2 separate regions of the Drosophila melanogaster genome follow, and region 2 is linked to region 1. The links are chromatin contacts, called in public targeted proximity ligation maps. All regions are on one chromosome and are shown on one strand. The core of a region is the stretch at or near the end of the contact, and the rest is flanking DNA. Distances in the headings are between cores, read along the strand shown.

Region 1 (6,665 bases), core at 2,076-4,575:
GCACCAAACTGGAAGTATGGGTGCCAAATCTGGGGCTTGGCATGCGATAGCCAAATAAAAAGGATCCAGGCTATTCAAAATAAGGTAGCAAGACTCATCACCGGCTGCGAGTGGTATGTGCGAAACACCACCCTGCACAGAGACCTGAAACTCGCAACGGTATTTGACGAGATAAACCAGCACTCAAGCAGGTACCATGACAGGTTGGAGCGCCACAGAAATCGGCTGGCCAGCGCTCTAAACAGATCTCGCCCACCAAGGAGGCTCAATAGAAGGCAACCGAGGGATCTCATTTCCCGATCTCCTTTGACAAGGGTCATTGTAGTAAAATTATTGTAAACTAGAAAAAGCTAACTATAGTTAGCCGGCGCGCCCAAATGAATTAATAGAAAAGAAGGACACAAAGGGGCTCCAAGATTTCCCCATATGCCTTAATAAATAAAAAAAATTTTTTTTTTAAATTCTGCTCAAAAGCAGAATACCATTTACTAAATGAAAAAATTAGTTGTCTGCGTGCGTTTTTATCAGTAGAAAGAGAATGCAAACGGTAAACCGTAAAAATTGGCATTCTGTGTGCTTGTGTGCTGTGTGAGCATTGTGCGTTCGTATTTTCGCACCGTAGAACCAGTATCGACATAGCTGTCGCTATAGTTTAAAATTCCTCCGCCAGAGGGTGTCAACCAGTTCCGTAAAGCTCCAACAGTTGGCGCTTCAGGCTGCTCCTTTATTATGGACTGGCAAGCAGTGCCTATTGCGACTAGCATCAAACGGAAGAAAAAGGAAAAAAAGAACTCCTCCTCTTCGGACTCCTACGACACACTCGAGCCAGTCAAGGTAAAAAGGAAGAATCTGGTCAAGCACTCTCATCCAATAGACGGACCCACCACACCCACCCACCACCAAGCTGCTCTAGCGGATAATAGCTTCGCGATTCTGTCATCTGACGATGACGACGATGAGATGTTCGACGATCTGCCAGCCAAGACTCCTCTCCAGGAGAAGGAAATGGAGAAACCTAAGGCAATCAAGCCGCCTCCAATCTTCATACCGGATGTGACCAATATCAAGGCTCTCGTTAATAGCATTGCTGGAGTGCTTGGCAAAGACGTGGAGTTCCATTTAATACGACAAGCAACAACAACGTTCGCGTGATGACCCCGGAGAAGGAAAGCTTCTCCGCCCTGAAGGACTTCTTGACCAAGTCCAATAAAAGGTTTCAAACCTTCCAGCCCGAGACGAAAGCGCCTACAGAGTAGTCATCAAAGGTCTTCACTATTCAACGGACCTAGGGGAAATTCGGGTTGGGCTAAACCGTCACGGACACAAGGTCAGAGACTTCTACAACCCCACCCAGAGAAGTACCAAAAAGCCTCTCAACATATTTTTTGCCAATCTCGAGCCGGCCAAGAACAACAAGGAGGCCTATAAAGTTACGCGACTCTCCATCTCAGTGGTGACCATTTACCCCACGATAAAGTTTAATGACTTGCCGCAATGCTATCTGTGTCAGGGATTGGGACATACCCAACGGTACTGCCACCTAGATCACAGGTGTGTCAAGTGCGAAGACGGTCACCCAACCGTTGAGTGCAAAAATAATAATATGCCGGCCCATTGCTTGCAAAGCGAAGGACTACATGCAGCCTCATATAAAGTTTGCACCGCATATAAGAAGGTCAAAAGCATGTTCGCTCCAAAGCAGGCGGCAGCTCCACGCGCCCGGTACACCGTGAGCAGCAGCAAGGTTACTTCTAACTTTAGTTATGCCAACGCAACCAAGCAGGCAATTGATGGGATTCATGCCATCCCTCAACCACAGGCCAATGCTGACAACTGATGGAAACAATAATGGGCAGGATGGAAGCCATGTTCGAAAGTATGATGGAGAAGGCGATGAGTCAAATGACTCAGATGATGGCAACCGTCTGCAAGACCCTATGCAAACGGAACAAGACATCACCATCTGGAATGCAAACGGCCTTATCAACAACAAACCCGAGGACGAGCTTTATTGCAAGACCAACCAAGCAGATATACTCTCCATTTTTCAAACTAAGGAACGGCAAGTCTCCAGGCCCTGATCTCATCGATTTTGTTCCCAATTGCTGGCCAACATTTTCAACAGCTGCTTCCCGGCTAGGGTACTTCCCGAAACACTGGAAACGCGCCAAAGTGATATCACCATCCTCAAGCCTGGTAAACCTGAAGCCAATCTAGGCTTTTATCGTGCTGGAAATCCTCTCCAAAATACGCGAAAGAGTATTTTTGCGCAGAGTGTTGCCAGTACTGGAAGATGCCGCTCTGATCCCCAGTTTGGATTCAGACGCTGCCATGGAACACCAGAGCAATGCCACCGGCTTGTTAAGCGCATACTGGAAACGTTCGAAAGAAAGCAATACTGCTGCGCCATAATGCTGGACATCAAACCGGCGTTTGACAAAGTCTGGCACCCTGGTCTCCACTTCAAAATAAAGATGAACCTTCCTAGTTCCCACTTCGCCTTCCTCAAATCCTTTACGGAGGGTAAAGAGTTTCAAGTCAGATGTTCAGATAATTAATGAAAACTCCGACCCATCTACATCTATGTAATATATTAAGTTAATGATACGATGATGATAATGATATCGTATCATCGATACGATATTTCTATAATATCACGACATCCCTAGTAGTTAAGGGGCTCACAACAGTCTACCGGTGCCAACTGCCGGCTGAACTGAAGTGAGCTTCGAAAGGCTGTAGTCCGCTTTATATAGCGGCTTGGCCTGGTGTGACCGCATATCTCGACTCATTTGGAACACATTAGTGTGCCCGATCTACTTTTTGGTTAGAGTGACCCTCTCTTGCCGTACAGTGCGCGCGCTGCTTGTTTGAATTCAAATGTGTTTTGTTTTATTTCTGTTTACTTCATGGTTTTTACCTTATTTTCTAAATTTATTTTACGTTTCTTCATACCTGTTCACATCACTATTTTCTCTTACATCTATCCACGATTATTATATATGAAAGTGCGCATACTGCGTTACATGTTTTTTTTATTATTGCATATGAAAACTAAATAAGTGTGGTCTGAGTTTTCCGGTTATTATCTTTTCCGACCTCTTCAAACTTGTGGGGTATCGCTCATTGCTTGCAGGAGTCTATTGATGATCAATGCATACAATTACCTCTCTTATCTTAGTTGAATGGTGATAAGGCTCAGCCCTAACTTAAGCTATTAAAAGGATTTTAGTTTGCAATTCAGATTAAAGAAAGAAAATTTAAAATTAATAAAAAATTTAAAATTACGAAACTAAGTGGGATATCAAAATGTAATCAACTGCTTAATAAAAAAAATTTGTTCTGCCCATCTCAATGATTATGAATCCGATTTGCCAAGTCGATATCAATAGGCCTGAGTGCCAGAAATGGATGGTCCAGGTATACTCCAAATGTCGGGATCTCTTCAAAACTAATACATTGCCCCATTGGGGTCTAGACAATGCCCCTGTTGTCTATAAGGCGGATGTGGAAGCCATGACCGTCCTAGATTGCCATCGGCTCAAGCGGGCATTGGGCAAGGAAGTGTCTGAAGAGGATGAGGAGGGCGATGAGTTGGATGACCTAGATGATCTGGATGAGGGGGAGGAGGGTCTCGATCCCGGAAGATTGGTGGGTCTATTGCTGGCCCTTTGCGCAATCGCTCTTCTTTTCGTTCTCTTGTGTCGAATGAAGCGCCGAAACATAAAATTAAAGGAAGTTGAGCTTCCAAAACCGGAACCCCAGGAAGCTCCATCCGTTTTACCTCAAAAAAAGAAATTAAATAGAGCCGCCAACTGCAAGAGCTGGATGCGCAGGAGCTGTAGGCCATTCTTCCTCCACAACGAATCCCAGCTAAGACAGTACCAAGCCCGTGCCGAAATGGAGGTGGCTGTACACGAGGAACGCACCCGGCAGAAGATCGCCATGTGGACAAAGGCCCGGGAGAGAGATGCCCAAAAGAAGAGAGATAAGCTCCAAAGGAACGTAAACAAGGCTACCAAAACGTGATGCCTTTTATTTTACAAATATTTGTATGTGCCCCTTTAATGGCAAGCTTTATGCATAAATAAAAGATTTTAAGCTTATTGATTTATTTTCTCAGATCACAAAGAATATTGCCTTCTTAGAATTACAGCGTTGTGCAAGAACACCTCTTCGGTTCGCCGATTACTCTTAATTCTTGTAAATGAAATTAAAAACAATGAAAAAGTAAAATATACAAACTGGTCTCTTACAATGACTAACACTCGCCACTAAAAGTGTGCCAACTAAAACAGAATTCGCTTCTCCAGAAGAGTTTATACTATAAAAACGTTTTAAGGCAAAGGTTAAGTCACGTATTTGATTGCATACAGCGCCTTATTTAATTATCTTTTGAATGTATATGTATGTAGTTGTAAATAAATTTATTCACTTTATAGCCTTTGATAACCAGCGTTTGTTGACAGTATTAAAATGTCTTTTTGTCTCGGACCTGGTTCAAAATCAGTTACTCGCCTAGCTTACATATGTTATATCGAGTATTATTATTGTGTGTAAATCTTAAAAAATTTATCAGACAAGCGTGTGCTCGATAGTTAGTAAAATGTTCATTTTATTATTTAGGTATACTTAAGGCTCACTCGTAGTACGATCAACCTGTGGCGAGATCAATTAGTTTATGCGCTCAGTTGTGAGAGTGTGTGCAGGTGTACAATAGTAATATGGTATTTAAAAACACGAACTTAAACTCAGATAATCAACTATTTTTAACAAACATGCAACTGAGAACTATGCCATTAACCATATAAACCTTATGTATGCAATCTTGTCTCATTTAAAGCTACTTCATTCTGTAAGACATTCCGATTGTATGAAAACATTTAAAGGTGACATATTCAGCAATTAAAGGCTGCTTTTGGTCCAAGTTACCTATATACAGTCGCTGGGCAGTGAAACTATGTGAGTTTCTTGGCCCACTTCAGGTCGTCATCGCGGGGCTTGAGGCCCGTAAAATGCTCGATGATGAGCTCGAATGTTGACCAGAATCTAATCGAATACATAGCATACATATTATAACCGTTAGAGTCAATTTGCTAGAGGGCCATACCTGATGCGTTCCAGTGGCCAGTTAAGCCACCCGGTGGTGATGCAAAAGTAGGTCTCATGTGGCGCCACGTGATGGATGCGATGATGCTTGCGTGGCAGGATGATGTGACAGCTCTGGAGTAACAGGACCCACCTCGGCAATCCCCAATAGGTATGCGACCACTTGTGTATCTTTCGAGTATTAGGATACGTTTTAAGTTAGTTTAAGCAGCCGTGGGAAAACATTTCGATATACCTGATTGGTCATGGCCACGAATATGGAGCAGAGGAACACATAGGCTATCCAGCCGAAGTGTTGCTGTATCTCGCTGGGCGTCCTGATGTAAAAATAGTGGGCCAAGTAGCCGAGAATTGGTATGCCAACCATAAAGTTGTCGCCATTTGTCTCAATGAAATCGTGTCGCGTTATGGATGTGGGATCCAGATGATGCTCGCGAAAGGGTCGCAGGAAGTTCTAGAAGAGTTCAAAATATATGTCTTGTATCATTTATCACATTAGATTCTCGATGTACATTTGGCTTACCTTTCCAATCATCGGTATGTCCACCGATCCCCAGGTGTCTGCCGCCCAGTGAACCAAGCCGGAAGCAAAGTCGGCCGTTATAATGCCGCACAGGGCGGACAGAAAGGCGACACTAATCCGCTCCAATCGCAAGTGTCTAACAATCAGGGCTAGGTTAATGATCATAAGGCCAATGCAGGTGTAGACGCAAATGATTTCCTGGGCACGTTTTCCTGTTTAAATAAAATTTTAAATAAAATAAAACCCCAGGATTTTCTAATGTAATCTAGTGTCTCGACTGTCATATACCCATTGCTGAGGTAAAGCAGCAAGAGAGCGACATGGAAATATGCAAACTGAGATTTCAGAGATTGCACTCTTAACGTACAGACTGTTGTATACTTTTTGCAGAAGCCAATATATATGATTGCCTCGCTATCGTATACCCACTGCTTAGGCAAAAGACGTGAGATATACAAGTAATAATATACAAGTGCGCTCTTTATGTACATACATATATGTTGTATAGGACATTCAAGGCAAGTATTTGATTGATATATAATCGGACATTATCTTAAAGCAGTTTGCTTCTTTTGTAATTATCGGACAAGAAACTTTCTAGTTCACCTTCTGGTAACTTTCTCATAACAGCTTATAATCCGTGGGAACTGCTCACCTGGACTGTACAACAAGGCTAGTTCCTGGGCGCCCTTATTCTGCGGACCCCATCGCGGAGAAGTCGAAACTAAGGTCGCCGAGTTGGGGGGGGATGTTGCTTTGGTGCCAGCGGGGGTGACCTTCAGCTCCTCCGGCTTGACTGATTCCTTATCCTTGGTGGTGGCGGGCGCTAGGTTGCCATTGGGATCGTCCTCGTACATGGAGTTGGCCAGAATATCCATATCGCTCTTGGCCGCCATCGTCTGCGGATGAAGGAGTTTAGAACAGGAGTCGAGCGGAGAAAACAACTGGGAGGCCTTGATGACCGTTCCTGACTGATTGAATTCAATGCAATGGCTGAATTCAATGTCAGGCCACAGGATTTGATTGCCTGTGA
Region 2 (6,415 bases), core at 594-3,093, 190 kb before region 1:
ACGCTTTACTCAATATTAAAAAATATTATTATTATTTTAATTTGGCAGCAAGGAGCGTTGCAAATGTCGAACCTAAACAAAAAACGCAAAAAATCGTGGCCCAAGGCAAAAAAAAACCGAAGCCAAACGAAAAACCGATCGACAGTGCAACGGCTGACAGAACCAGTTTAATGGCACTTGAAATTTCACCAAAAAATCTGTGAATCTCCAGGCCTAGCTGAGGAGGGGCAGGGGCGGGGGTTGAACGGGGGGCGTGGCAAGTTGATTTGCTTAAAAAGAAATTCACTTTCCTTCGACGGTTTTACTTTTTCAAATTTCGTGTGCGAATGTTTGCTGGCCGTTTCTGGATTTTCCTTCGTTTCAACTTGAGACGAGTATCTCTCTGCACGTCGAATAATTTTCATAATTTAGTAATGGTAGTAAGGATGAGCTGCATAAAAGTGACATTAATTTGACCTCGACAGGGAAATACTTTTCATTTTGAGTAGCTTAAAGTAAAAAGGGGAGAACGAGAGTGAGAGTGGAGTGACTCCTTATAATTTCTTGCTGTGTAGACAAGGCGAAGAAGGTCATGGTGTGTTGTAGATCATGAGGATTGGATGCGAGATACGGGGCCCACAGCCAAAAGGAGGTGGTCAAAGTCAAGTCGGAGGCCTAACTAGGCATGGGACTCCCAGGGACCCAGAAAGTCCACAATCGAATGCATTGGCAATGAGCGCAGAAATACTTTTAATGAAAGTAGGCACTTTGCTTTTTGGGTTTCCTCGGCTTGTTTGGGTTTTTCGTATTTCTCGGGGTTTTACTTTATTTTTTTGGTTTGTTTAGTTTTCCAGCAATTTGATTTGTGGCAGGCAGCCGAGGAAATTGGTCTTGCGGCTTCGGAGGAGCATTTCCACAGGAGCTTGCTCGCTTGGCTCTTGGCTAAAGGTGTTTAAGCCAACTAATTGGACGCGGACAATGGATGGTTTATTGTCTGCGGTGCTACTGTGGATCCCCAATTGGTGGGCAGACTTCAAAGCGGATCTATTTGTGGGGTGTAAACTAAATCAAGTCAGCTTGATTTAGTATGATTTAGCATGGCCTCCTCACTTTCACTATCGACGAGGGTGCCATTTTACGATGGTCACTAAAAGTGGGTAGCACATGAGATTGGATTTTAACCACACACTACATACACTAAAGATGATGCGCCAATAAAATGAACAATTATATTTTAACGATCGATATGGCGCAATTTTAATATGCTGCGTTGTTGATAGAAATAGCGCCACGCAGTTGCAAGTTCTTTTTATGGAAACCCCAGGAAAGTGTTATTCAGAAGTCACCGTTTAAAGGAAAGCGTGTCGTAAGATCAGGGATCTATTTCTTCTCCTTGTCCTTTTCCTCTTGTGGTGGAGGCTCCTCCGCCTGCTCGTCCTCCTCCGGCGGAAGTCCCAAATGCATCCTCGACCATCGGGGCAGGCTGAAGAGGCAGTAGAAGGGAATGATCATCATGACAACCAAGGAACCGCAACCAAAGATCAAACGCTGCGCTGAACTCATCGGAAATCGAGGAGGACCGGCCATGGGAATATAGTTCCGACCCATGGACGATCGGAGCTTAAGGGTCCCCATCTCGTTCAGATGTTTGCGTATTAAAGAAATACTCATGTTGCTCCCTGAAATGGTTATTAATTCGAAATCAAATGTTTAAAAGCTGTATATTTTTAATAGAAATGGCTGCTTCGTAACTTAACTAGACGACTTACCAAAGATGTTAACGCCTGTGTGGATCAAAATAAAATGATATAATATGAAGAAAGATTTATAAGACAATTCACCCCAAATACGGAAGACCCACAGCCTGCTGAAAGCTGGGAGAAAAATTCAGCAGGAAACAATCGAAAGATGCGGTTCAAACACAAAGGTTAAACAGGCATTAAAAATGCTAATGAAAGATATGAGCCCGAAGGCCTGATTTCAATTCAACTCGCAGACACTCGCAGCAAATAAGGGAAAATGTGAAATTTTAATTTGGAATTTCGTGAGTAGACAATTGTCGGGTTGGATGGGATTATTATAAAAAATGTGTGCGATGAACTGCGCGAATGCCAGCGGATTAGTGGAAGCATCTGAGATGGTTTGGATTCATTGAAGGTTGATATGCGTAAGATCGCAGATAATATAAGTTAGAAAACAAACAGAGATAGGTCACAAAATATCTACCGTTTCTAAAGAAAATATAGAATGTTCCCAATTGTCAAGAACTTTATTTTAAAATGCATGTATTATGAAAAAATCACTTAATATTTAACTCAAATACGAATTTAAATTGCCTTTTGCGCGGTTCATTTCTTTTTGATAAAGACTTCTGTTACCCTAGTCAGGCACCACCTGTCGTTGGTTCCTGTCTTTGCTAAGCATGAAACCTAGTACACGAAATGGCCGCACAAAAAGACTGGATTGTGTGGCGCCACAAAATAACTTTTGAAAAATTCACTTGCTAACGACAAAATTATTGCGCCTAGTAAAAATATATGTTGCTTTAGTCAAGTGCCAAGAACAACCAATTTTGCAATATAAATGAAAGGAACTTAGGTATCATAGTTAGATATGATACTGAAAAACAGGAATATTTACAAGGATATTAGTAAAAATCTATTCACACTTCACAGTTCCTAGTTTTTGTTAAAAGCTGACTATTTACAGCAGCTAAAGTTAGGTAATTTTTGGGAATTAAATTTCTCTAGATAAATCCTAACAACATAAATCTTCAATTAACCCTTTGCACTGTGGATCCAAATAATTTGATATCCTTTTAGTATTGCACCCGCGGCCTTCAGTTGTGCTCTCTTTGGGGTTCATTTTCTTATTTCCTTTGTTGGTTCTTTTGCTGTTGCTTTGACAATATTTTTCAAGTTTCTTTTAACATACTTTTCGTCACTTAAGCTACGACAAATATTTTGATAGATGAGCTTAAGCACTCACCGAAGCCGTCGTTGATATTTGAAACTGGGACCTGTCCCGCTTTGAGTTTGCTTACAAGTGGCCGTTTCGCCCACCACCCCCATCGCACCACCACCCATTGCCGCAGGTTTCCCCCAATTCCACCCAATTCCACCCACATCCACCCACTTCCCCGCATGTTCTGGGCCAGATCTTCTTTTCGGTGATGTGTTTGCTCTTTGTGCGGCAGATGAAGTTTGGAGTGCAAGTTTTAAGCGAATTTTGAGCGAGAGTTTCGCCTTAAAGATTTAAGAGGAAAGCAAGGTGTTCGTGTTCGAAAGTTCTATCCCAGGAAAATTTTCGTATGAGTGTGCGATTTCGGGGAAATAAGATGTAATGTAAAGTTCATCATGTATGGTAAAGAAGAGCTCTATAGCAAAAATGAAAAGATCTTGATAAATGTTATCATTTCTTTATAATAGAATATTGCGACAATTCTTCCCTTTGTGTAATCAAGAAAAATGATCTTATACAGGATTAATCAACTTTTACTTTGCTTACTTATTTCTTCTATTTAATTGGAAATTACTTAATAGTTATAGCTACAAAGAAAAAAGCCACGTGCAATAATTTACAAGAATTATGCGTTTTCCTATATCTTTCCGCTCTCTAGCCCCCATAAACTTGAACAGTCAGAGGAAAGTGGAACGAAAACTACACCCAATAACAAAGAAATCTGGAACAGAGGGAAAGTATGAAGCGAGATAAGTTTTCAAGCCGGAAAATTACACAACTTACTGTGGAGGGTGGAGCGGGGGAAGGGGCAGGGGCTAAGGCTAGGGATCAAGCAACAAAACAGGGCCTAAGAATATTTACGATTAGACGCAGGACTCGCATTCAGACAACATTGTGAAGGACTCATGCATATGTATGTGTATGGATATATATGCATGCACGTCCTAGTAGTGTGCATGTGTGTGTGAGTGTGCGGCGGAAGTGGAAGTGAAAATGGCACACGCAGTGTCCTCCAACTAAGTCTCCCTTTTCAGCCACTTGGATCGCTGCCAGCTTGTGTCCGCGTGTGTGTGAGTGGGCCAGTATGGCGCTGTTAGTGTGTGTGTGTGTGTGTGATGAGCAGAGGACAGCCCAGAGTCCTGGTGACACTTGAGTGGAGACAGACAACCACTTGACTGCTGACTCCCCCTGAACAACCAGGACAACAACGGCCAGGCGCCACCGGAACAGAGAAGCAATATCTTAGGGAGGGGCGCGTCATACAGCTGAGGTTAAATTATTATTAGCGGAATTATAATTACCATCTATATCATATATAAAATACAAAAGGCAAATGTGTTTCTAAACTGTTATCTAGCTAACATTGGATATTTGGCTCTCAACGTTTGAGCTTTACTACTGATTGAATAAATACTTTTTAATTTATTTTGTTAAATTAGCTTTATGAATTGCTGAGTTTGTACACAAGTGTGTTTCCTATTATCTTGACTCCGTCTGTTGCGAGCGTAAGTCACCGCATATCCTTATGCCTAGGACATTAATGTGCGTAACTCGGACAATTACCACAATGAAAATGACTAAGAAAAAGTTTGGCGAGGAGGGTTTGGGCACACGCGCTTTGTGGCAGCACAGAATTTAGTTCACAAATATTGGCAAAAGAGGGAAGGGGAGGGATTTAGCTGGTCAAGCTGCAGCCGCTGCAGATGTAGAACACAACAATAAAGATCGAAATGAAATCCAATGGTAAATATGATGGGGCTCAATGGATAGGAGACTGTATTGAAAGCTCACATGCCTCACGAAGTCTGTAATTACATGGGGATTTAAGTGCTCCGGGATTTTAGTTTTTATTTTCGTTCCTTTTAGTGGTAACAATGCGAAAAGTCCTCTCTGGCCAAATACATTTGAAGGAAAACAGCGAAATGAAGGTGAGCTAAGCTCGCATCAAATTGGAGGCGGTGAAGTAAAAGTACGTATCGATCTTAATTGAAAGTAGAAGCTCGGAGTTTAGTGCAGTCCTGTTTTCAGTTCAGATGGGGCATCTTTTTTTTTTTGTGGGATTATGTGCTCCCAACGGTTTGTTCTTGTTTCACATGAAAGCGTAAAATAGCCAGGCTTATTGTTAAAGCTACCGTTAGCTAGGATAGGTAATGGCAAAGGTATTTAAGATTGCTAGTTTTTTAGTTGTAACTACAATTTTAAGCCACAGTGACTATGTCCAGTATTAGTCCCAAGTTGGGACTCCTAACATATTTTATGAAATACTTACTGTAGGCTCCTAAAATTAATTGCAAGGTGTCCAGAAGTAGGCAGCATTATTTTGGAAGCATTATTTGTGGGGTGTTCCACCACATACTACATCCCGACACCTTTATGCGCGGCTTAAAACACACCAAATACCGTAGTTACAAGTGGATCTTAAAACAAGTGCACAACACGGCTCGTAGCTTACGGCCACGTTTGCAGCCGGTCCTTTTCCCAACTTTCACCCACTCATTTGGCAATTGTCTTTCATGTAAATATGACCCGGGATTTCTGCACCAACACCCAAAATGGGTTAGCCCAAAGGCAGGCAACACTTCATTTTTTACTGCCACTGTTGTTCTGGGCCGGGCTGGTGCTCGCAACCTACGCCGGGGGGCATGCAACAGCTTGTGTTAATCACTTGCCCGAAAGACCTTAATGAGTACAAGTACAACTACAACTACAACTACAACTACAGCACGGATGGCAAAAGCGTGATATAATAAAGACGCCAGTTTTGCGACTGTGATATACCCAATTTGATGGGAGGCTTATCGGGAGGCTCGTTCATAAATCAATTGTGGCCTGAAATCACTGGAGTTGGTGTCTAAAAGTATGCTGTTAAATTGATACTTCTCCCATTGTGAGTGAAATAAAATTATTGCACACACTGCGAATGAGTTTTGAGTACTTTCAAGTGTAATGATAAGCATTAAGCTAAATATCAAACAACTAATAATGTTTTTTGATCATTATTTATATTTAAATTTCATTTATTCGAACAGACTCTCTGAATACCTGTAAAAAAGTAGAGAGCCACGCAACATTATCATTAAAAAAATCAATTTGCAATTATGTGCACGGAAAGTGTGAGAGCTTTAAAAAAAGTGACAAAAATTATATCACGTTGGGTGAATGTATAAATTTTACAGCGTAAGAGAAAAATGTGTTAAGTGCATTAATATTAAATTTTATTTCCCTTGGCCGTCTGTGCAAAAATGCGGGCCGAGTCCACTCCTTCTCCACGTTCAAGCCAGCACATACTGTATATCTGTATACGTACATTCATACATATGTGTACATACATATATGGATAGGCTTGCCTCAACACGAGGACTCTGCTTTTTTCATTATGTGAGCCCAGTAGCAAGAGTTCGACAGCAGCAACAACGAGAAGATGAACAACTGTTAAGGCCGAGGATTAATGCGAAAAGATTTACATGTGGAATCA

What was found.
Region 2: a contact with region 1 is called in a targeted proximity ligation map of the S2 cell line, with 8 times the contacts expected there. A contact is called at or near these places in 1 of 107 Hi-C or Micro-C datasets (the S2 cell line) and 2 of 7 datasets of targeted methods (the Kc167 cell line and the S2 cell line).

What each region holds. Positions count from the first base shown.
Region 1 is chr2L:20,100,810-20,107,474 of dm6, reverse strand. CG13970 reads left to right here and starts at 3,325. Exons shown (of 1, transcript NM_136183.3): 1 at 3,325-4,089. The coding sequence starts at 3,412. The coding sequence ends at 4,029. It overlaps Kua (Kua,), which reads right to left. Exons shown (of 6, transcript NM_001273691.1): 2 at 6,288-6,531; 3 at 5,633-5,844; 4 at 5,345-5,563; 5 at 5,111-5,280; 6 at 4,100-5,049. The coding sequence starts at 6,528. The coding sequence ends at 4,959.
Region 2 is chr2L:20,290,121-20,296,535 of dm6, reverse strand. It overlaps CG12617, which reads right to left and starts at 1,843. Exons shown (of 2, transcript NM_001299169.1): 1 at 1,749-1,843; 2 at 732-1,658. The coding sequence starts at 1,650. The coding sequence ends at 1,360.